Linked DNA regions of Gossypium raimondii: region 2 is linked to region 1. A link is a contact called in public Hi-C data. All regions are on one chromosome and are shown on one strand. The core of a region is the stretch at or near the end of the contact, and the rest is flanking DNA. Distances in the headings are between cores, read along the strand shown.

The links. A called contact is a pair of places that touch in the nucleus more often than the background predicts.
Region 2: a Hi-C map of leaf shows a contact between it and region 1, with 3 times the contacts expected there. The contact joins the promoter of LOC105791764 here to the promoter of LOC105791755 in region 1. A contact is called at or near these places in 2 of 2 Hi-C or Micro-C datasets (both in leaf).

What each region holds. Positions count from the first base shown.
Region 1 is chr8:47,299,794-47,303,103 of ASM2569854v1, reverse strand. It overlaps LOC105791755 (alpha-N-acetylglucosaminidase), which reads right to left and starts at 1,570. Exons shown (of 19, transcript XM_012619969.2): 1 at 1,069-1,570; 2 at 813-886; 3 at 346-557; 4 at 1-60. The coding sequence starts at 1,329.
Region 2 is chr8:47,492,503-47,496,260 of ASM2569854v1, reverse strand. It overlaps LOC105791764 (protein TAB2 homolog, chloroplastic), which reads left to right and starts at 1,487. Exons shown (of 5, transcript XM_012619978.2): 1 at 1,487-2,016; 2 at 2,117-2,186; 3 at 2,528-2,699; 4 at 2,882-3,025; 5 at 3,175-3,548. The coding sequence starts at 1,535. The coding sequence ends at 3,434. It overlaps LOC105791765 (hypothetical protein), which reads right to left and starts at 818. Exons shown (of 14, transcript XM_012619983.2): 1 at 688-818; 2 at 308-345; 3 at 108-230; 4 at 1-4. The coding sequence starts at 145. It overlaps LOC105791763 (hypothetical protein), which reads right to left. Exons shown (of 13, transcript XM_012619977.2): 13 at 3,610-3,758.

The DNA.
Region 1 (3,310 bases), core at 321-2,820:
GGAGAGCCATCCAGTCTATCTCTTTCTCCCATCTTTCCCAATCCCACCAGACATATGAATCTGCAAGGAAGGATTTGATATTGCAGTGAGTATTATATTTGACCAACATCATGAATTGTCTAAAGCTATATATCTGTTGTTATCATCTTGTTCTCACTGTCAAATCACTTGTTAGTTAATTATATAAGACATTTAAGTACCCTAAAATACACTAGAACTACATTCCAGCTATAAAACACCCTAAATCTATATAACCTTATTCTTCCTTCTTTGATGTTAAGCAAACATACAATGATCATGATGATTGGAAGGAGTGAAGGCAGGAACAAAGATTCATATACTTACAACTAGAAGTAACAACATTTTGGTAATAGTTCCATGGCACTGGCCGTTGAATCAACACACCGCCGTCTTTTACAAGGGGCAATGACCCTGGCTTGGGAACAGAGGCTAACTGCACACCACCAGTCTTGTCCCAAGATACATGAGCACCACAGAAATATTTAATATACCAGTGGAGGCCAGAGGCAATTTCAACTGCTGTGGTACCTTTAATTCTGGAGTTGAAAAAGAGCAGCATAAAAAATGCCAAAACAGTTAAAGCATTTTAAACTGTCTTACTTAAAATGAAGCAAAAAAGAGGGCGAAAACCATAGTGTCATCTTTTTAATGAGGAATGACATTACCTACATGTTGTAGGATATGATCACTAGTCAAATTAATTAAAATCCTAGAAGTTCAGAACAACACAACCAAGCATAAAAAGACATCCATCCTCACACTCAACAATTACAAAACTGATTTGCACATACAGTATCTCGGGTCCATTTTCAGTAGGGCCATCGTAATTTTCTATCAAAAAGCAACCTTGTCCGCCACAAACATCCTGATACTCGGAACAGAAAACACTAAAAGTCAAAGATAGTAACAACAGCAGCAGCAACACGTCAAATTGCAATTATGCTAATTTCCTTTTAAGGAGCCAATAACTAATTCTTCCTTGCAACGACTGGCAGTAACAGGAACTAGCAAACCAAACCCAATTGAAATTAGATTCAAAGGAAATACCTTGGAGACAATCTTAAAGTGGAAACTGAGCAAATGGGTAGGGAGCAATCTTCCCAAAACGGCTTTAGCAGCCGATTCTTGAACAGATGGAGACGAGCGTTTGGAATCTAACCGAGTGAGTGATGGCTGAATTGCTTCCGTTGTTGAAAAGGATTGCGGCAGTCGCGTTATAAACAAGATGAAGATGATAATTAATACATCACCAATGATGAATTTCATTGTGGGGGAATTGTTCAGAATTCTGATAATTGCAACTGCCATATGCAATTGCTTCCAAAATAACAAGGCTTAATCTTCATTATCATCATTTTCACCCTTGTTTATACCGCGCGTAACTTGTTCAAGTGAAGCAAACGAAAAACAGAATCCCCAAGAGTAAACAGTCAAGACTGACACGAGCGTCATGTTTGTACGTGCCGCCTGTTTAACACTTATTGTGGCGGTCCTCGTTATCTTTATTGCTGGTATTTGTTTCTATATGATTCTTCAATCATGTGATGGAATTTCAACTTATTCAAACTTTTTCGAAAAATTTGGTTAACCTTCTCTCATCTTTTTATACTCAATTAAGCTATGAATTAGTTCTCTTTAACTGAAGTTAACAAACGCCACATTAGCACCGTTTATTGATATGCCATGTCATTGTCAAGTACCAGGTCAGCAAAAATAAATAAATATATTTTAAAAATACTTTTAAGATGTGTATATAATGAATTTGAAAATGATTGTCCCTACTCATTTGAATTTGGACATCCATATGTTTAGATAGATTCTAGAATTATATAATACATAAAAAAATTAATAATTATAAGAAATTAATTAAACAAAGTAAATTTTATAAATAAAATAATTTAAAAACCCATAAAATTAGAAAAAATTATTTATAAAATGATTAGAAATTAAATAAAAACCATAACATTTTATAAAAAGTTTCTTTTATAAAATTTTATAAAAAAATAATTTTCTCATTTTATTAAATTATTTGACTAATATAACTTGCATAAATTGAAAATGAGAGGCAAAAATATAACAAAAATTTTGTTAATCTTGATTTTATGATATAAGTAGTTGATTTTCGTTTTATATTAAAATATAAAAAGTAAATTGTTTTTGTTAAATTTTATAAAATTTCATAATTTTAATTAATTTCTAATAAAGATAAATGATTTTTAATTTTTATAATTTTTTATGTATTTTATAATTCTAGAATGAATCTAAACAAATAGGTGTCCAAATTCATTGTGTATTTATCTTAAAAATAATTTTAAAGTATTTTTAATTTTTTAAATTTCGTATTTTGTTGACATGGCAATGTTAGGTTAGCACTAGGCAATGTCAGGCATTGTCACGTTAGCACCCGATGATGATATGGTATTGTCACGCCATCACTTAACGGTGATGTGGCAACATCATGTCAACATAACATTGTTAACATGGCATCTATTAATGGCTACATCAATGTTGCCAAAAACTATCGCTCAGCGCTAGTCAAAGTGTTGATTTGGCTAGTTTTGCTAGTTCAATGACTCAATTAAGTGCAAAAAGTTGGAAGGGGCTTAATTGATTTTTTTTTCAAAAATGTTTGAGGGCTTATTTTACCAATAAACCTAAGATTTTATATATATATATATATATATATATATATATATATATATTCTACTAAGGTTTTTTTTCCATCCATAATGTGGGTATGCTGTAAAACTGGTTTCAATGTTGTTTGAACTAGAGCAGATTAGTTGGTTGAATCGATTGGACTAGGAACCAGTCGAGGTGCCAGTACAAAGAGTGTCTTTGAATCAGTTAGACCAAGAATCAGTACAAACCGATTGAACCGGATAAAAGATAGGTTGAATCGATGGTTGAACCGGCTAAAACTGATTGAATTGATGGTTGAATTGATTTTTTAAAATTTTAAAATTTTAAAATTTTTTAATTGGTCCAGTTTAAAAACATTGTTTGGTCTATATTAAGCCCAGTTAGCACCACAAATCAATTGAACACCAACTTAGTTAGTAAATTATTAGAATACCGCTTTATAAGTCAAATATAAAATTAACTTTTTATATATTATAAATCAATAAAAAATCAATTATAGTAATATTTGAATTTGTGACATCAAGGATAACAAATTAACAAATATTTAACTTGACCATTTAAACCAAAACATCATTTAATTTTGGGTAAACTACTTAATTAGTCACTGAACTTTTTGCATGTTTCTATTTTGGTCATTAGATTATGA
Region 2 (3,758 bases), core at 238-2,737, 190 kb before region 1:
TACGCTGCAAACCGTACAATAAAAATACATTCTCATTAGTAGGGTGTTTGAAGCCAAAAAAAAAAGGGGGAACAAGGCGGGGGGAAGCCATAGATGTTATTACGTACCTAAATAGAGGAGGAAGATAGCGACTAGCACCCATCATGTCTTCTGTATGTAATTCAACGTTTTGGTAATAAGAAGCGACCCTTGATTTAGTTGAATGGTTGAAAGGTATATTTCTAGAAAATCTGCGGGGGGTTTTCAGGATAATAGAATGAAAAGGTGTAAATGACGATATCATCAAAGAATAAGCTGAAAACTTCACCATCCTTTTAACCAGACAAAGGCTGCTCCTCTAGGTACCTATCCATTAAAGGAAGCTAGATCATACATTCAAATTATACCAGCAATAGCTATAAACTTTTGCTACTGCGCACTTAATGACAAAAACTATCTTAAATTTCCATTTCCTTTTTTGTTAAAATAACTCCAAACTAAGAAAAATAGACGAACTAGCATATATATGCATGTATTGCTTATAAATGAAACAATTGATGTGTAAGGAAACATATGTAACTTTAGAAGACAGGGGTTCTAAGAGACATTTAATCGAACAGTTGAAGAACGCACACGACGACACACACGATAGTACTAACTGCTTAACAAAATGAAAGAAATGAAGATGTTGAAAGACTAAAAGCTTACATTCATTACACAGGAGATATGGGTTTTGCTTGTTGTTTAACAGTCGGCTGCTGGAAGGCGCTGCAGGGAGGAGGAGCCGAGGAAAAAGATAAAGTGTCCAAACTTCCAGATCTCCTCAGTTCAATCCTCACATAATGAAGCAGCGGCCATTTAAAGCCTTTTCTTTTTCTTTCACTTTTTATTTGAATTGGGTTAATTTCATCAAATGTCCCTAAACTATTGCTCAAATTTCAAATTGGTTCAAAACTTCAAACTAAAGTATGAATAATACTTTTGTAAGCATAACAGTTTGGAAGTTATTTTGTAGATCAAATATGACTTTAAAGTGGATGAAATTTTAAATAGGTGAGAATCTATTCCATGTATAATTTGGATTTAATAGTAAAAAAGAATAGTCGATTTAAATTTTAATGTTACTATATGTTTTCTTTTTAAAACGATGGAATAAAAATTAAATACGTGATAAAATTATACTTTAGTTCTCTAAATTTATGTTTCAATACCGATCCACCTTAAAAAAAATGTATTTTAAATATACACTATGTTATATTCAAGCTTTCTTTTATCCTCTAAGATGATGGTTAAGCTAATAGAAGGATTTGATTGATACAATAATGATATTCTAAAAGTCAATCAGAACATTTTGAAGTTCAGGATCAATTTAGAATTTTAGCAATAATTTGGGGATATCTTGTGTGAATTAACCCTTTAAACGGGCTAAGCTCTTGGCCCAAAGTTGAAATGGATGCTCTATCCAAAAACTCAGCCCATCTCTGCCAACAGATATATGTGTGGTTCACGTTCTACTATAACTGAAAACCCGCCATCATCTTCACACTGCCTTTCCATGGCAACTCTAAGCTTCAATTCCACACGAATCAAATCCCCATCTCTCCAATCCCACAAACCCTTCTCCAAATCCCACTTTTCCACAAAACCCAACAACGTACCATTCCTTTTTCCATCTAAAACCCACCCACAGCTCCACCATTTTAAACCAAATTCCATATCCGAAAGCTCAGTGTCAGTGCCTGAAGAAGCTTTTGATGACGCTGAAGAAGACGACCCAACTTCAGAATTGAGCTACCTTGACTCAGAGACCGATCCCTCGAGTGTTACAGAGTGGGAGCTGGATTTTTGCTCAAGGCCGATTCTAGATATTAGAGGCAAGAAGATATGGGAACTGGTAGTGTGTGACAGTTCGCTTTCCCTTCAATATACCAAGTACTTTCCCAACAATGTTATCAATAGTGTTACTTTAAAAGATGCTATGGAAACCATAAGTGAGGATTTAGGTGTCCCTTTGCCAGAAAAAGTCCGCTTCTTCAGGTCAGTTTTACAATCTTCTTGTAACATATATGCAAATATTTACTATATTGTTAGCATACTCAATTATCTTAATTGATTTCTGTTCTTCTTGGATTTATAGGTCACAAATGCAAACCATAATTACAAAGTCATGTAAAGAGCTTGGTATAAAGCCTGTTCCGAGTAAACGGGTGAGTTCTGAATCTTTCTCTTAAAGGATTCATGAAGGGTACAAGAGAAGTGGATATAGATGCTTGTTTTCCAGTCAAATTTTGCTATCAGTTCATATATTATGCGCAGATTTATTATTCCCTATATACTCATTGAATTTGGAAATTTCAGCAAAATGGTTAAATTTATTAACTAAAATATCTTGTGATTATTACGTGGAAAGAATTAGCCATGTGATAATATGTTTGTGGCAGAGGATTTTGGAATTTGCAAAACTTAACCTATAAACTTCAGTTTTTAGCTTCTAATTCCAAACATGATAATGTATACTTATGTTAAATGGTTCTTGTCCTTTTTTCAGTGTCTGTCACTGCTTCTTTGGTTGGAAGAACGTTATGAGACTATATACATGCGCCATCCTGGTTTTCAAAAAGGTTCCAAGCCACTTTTGGCATTAGATAACCCTTTCCCAATGGAACTTCCAAAGAACTTATTTGGAGAAAAATGGGCATTTGTCCAGTTACCTTTTTCAGGTATATCTTTCACATCTAATGGCGTTAAACAATGCATTTACAAGGCCCTGGAACTGTTCTTCTTGTTATTTAGCTGTTGGATGAATATTTGTGCCAAAGAAGATGACAGTGTCTTCATTTCTAAGCTAAAATGTTAGTAGTACCCTGCTCTCTTTTCACACCCTTCTCTTGTTCCATTGTAGCTATTCGAGAGGAGATTTCGTCGTTGGATGAAAGGTTCGTGTTTGGTGCTGGTTTAGATTTGGATTTGCTGGGAATTGAAGTTGATGAGAATACATTGATTCCAGGACTTGCAGTGGCTTCTTCACGTGCAAAACCATTGGCAGGCAGGTTTACTATCTCTTTCAATATTTCCTCCTTTACCATTAGAAATAGCTGTTGGAAGTTTGTTTCTCAATTATTGGCTTCACAATTCAATTATGGGGTTTTTCTTGAAAATTAAATTTTAAGGTTGAATGAAAATGTGTTGGTGCAGCTTGGATGAATGGATTGGAAGTGTGTTCAGTAGAGGCTGATACCAGTCGCGGTTGCTTGATCCTATCCGTTGGAATATCTACTCGTTACGTTTATGCAACCTATAAGAAAACTCCGACAACTACAAGTGAAGCTGAAGCTTGGGAAGCAGCAAAGAAGGCATGTGGAGGATTACATTTCCTTGCTATCCAAGAGGACTTGGACTCTGATGATTGTGTAGGTTTCTGGCTCTTGTTGGACTTGCCCCCACCCCCTGTATAATTATTATCAATTTGAAGAAATAAATATGAATACTTATATTTTGATTCTAAACTTCAAAAAATGTTTTGCTGATTATTGATTCCAAGTATTATAACCAATTAGTTCTTTTTTCAAGTTTGATGAACTGCAAAAAGAGGAATCAAAAGTGAGGTTAGATGTTGAGAAGGATGGGATGTGTAAAAGAGAATTGGACAGTTCCATTCCAACCACTACAATAAGAAAACGCCATACAGCCTTGGATTCTTCACTAGAAAACTTTAACTGCCTGAAACGAAATGCCTATGCTATAAAGTAACATCAGTACAAAATAAGAGCACTGCCAAA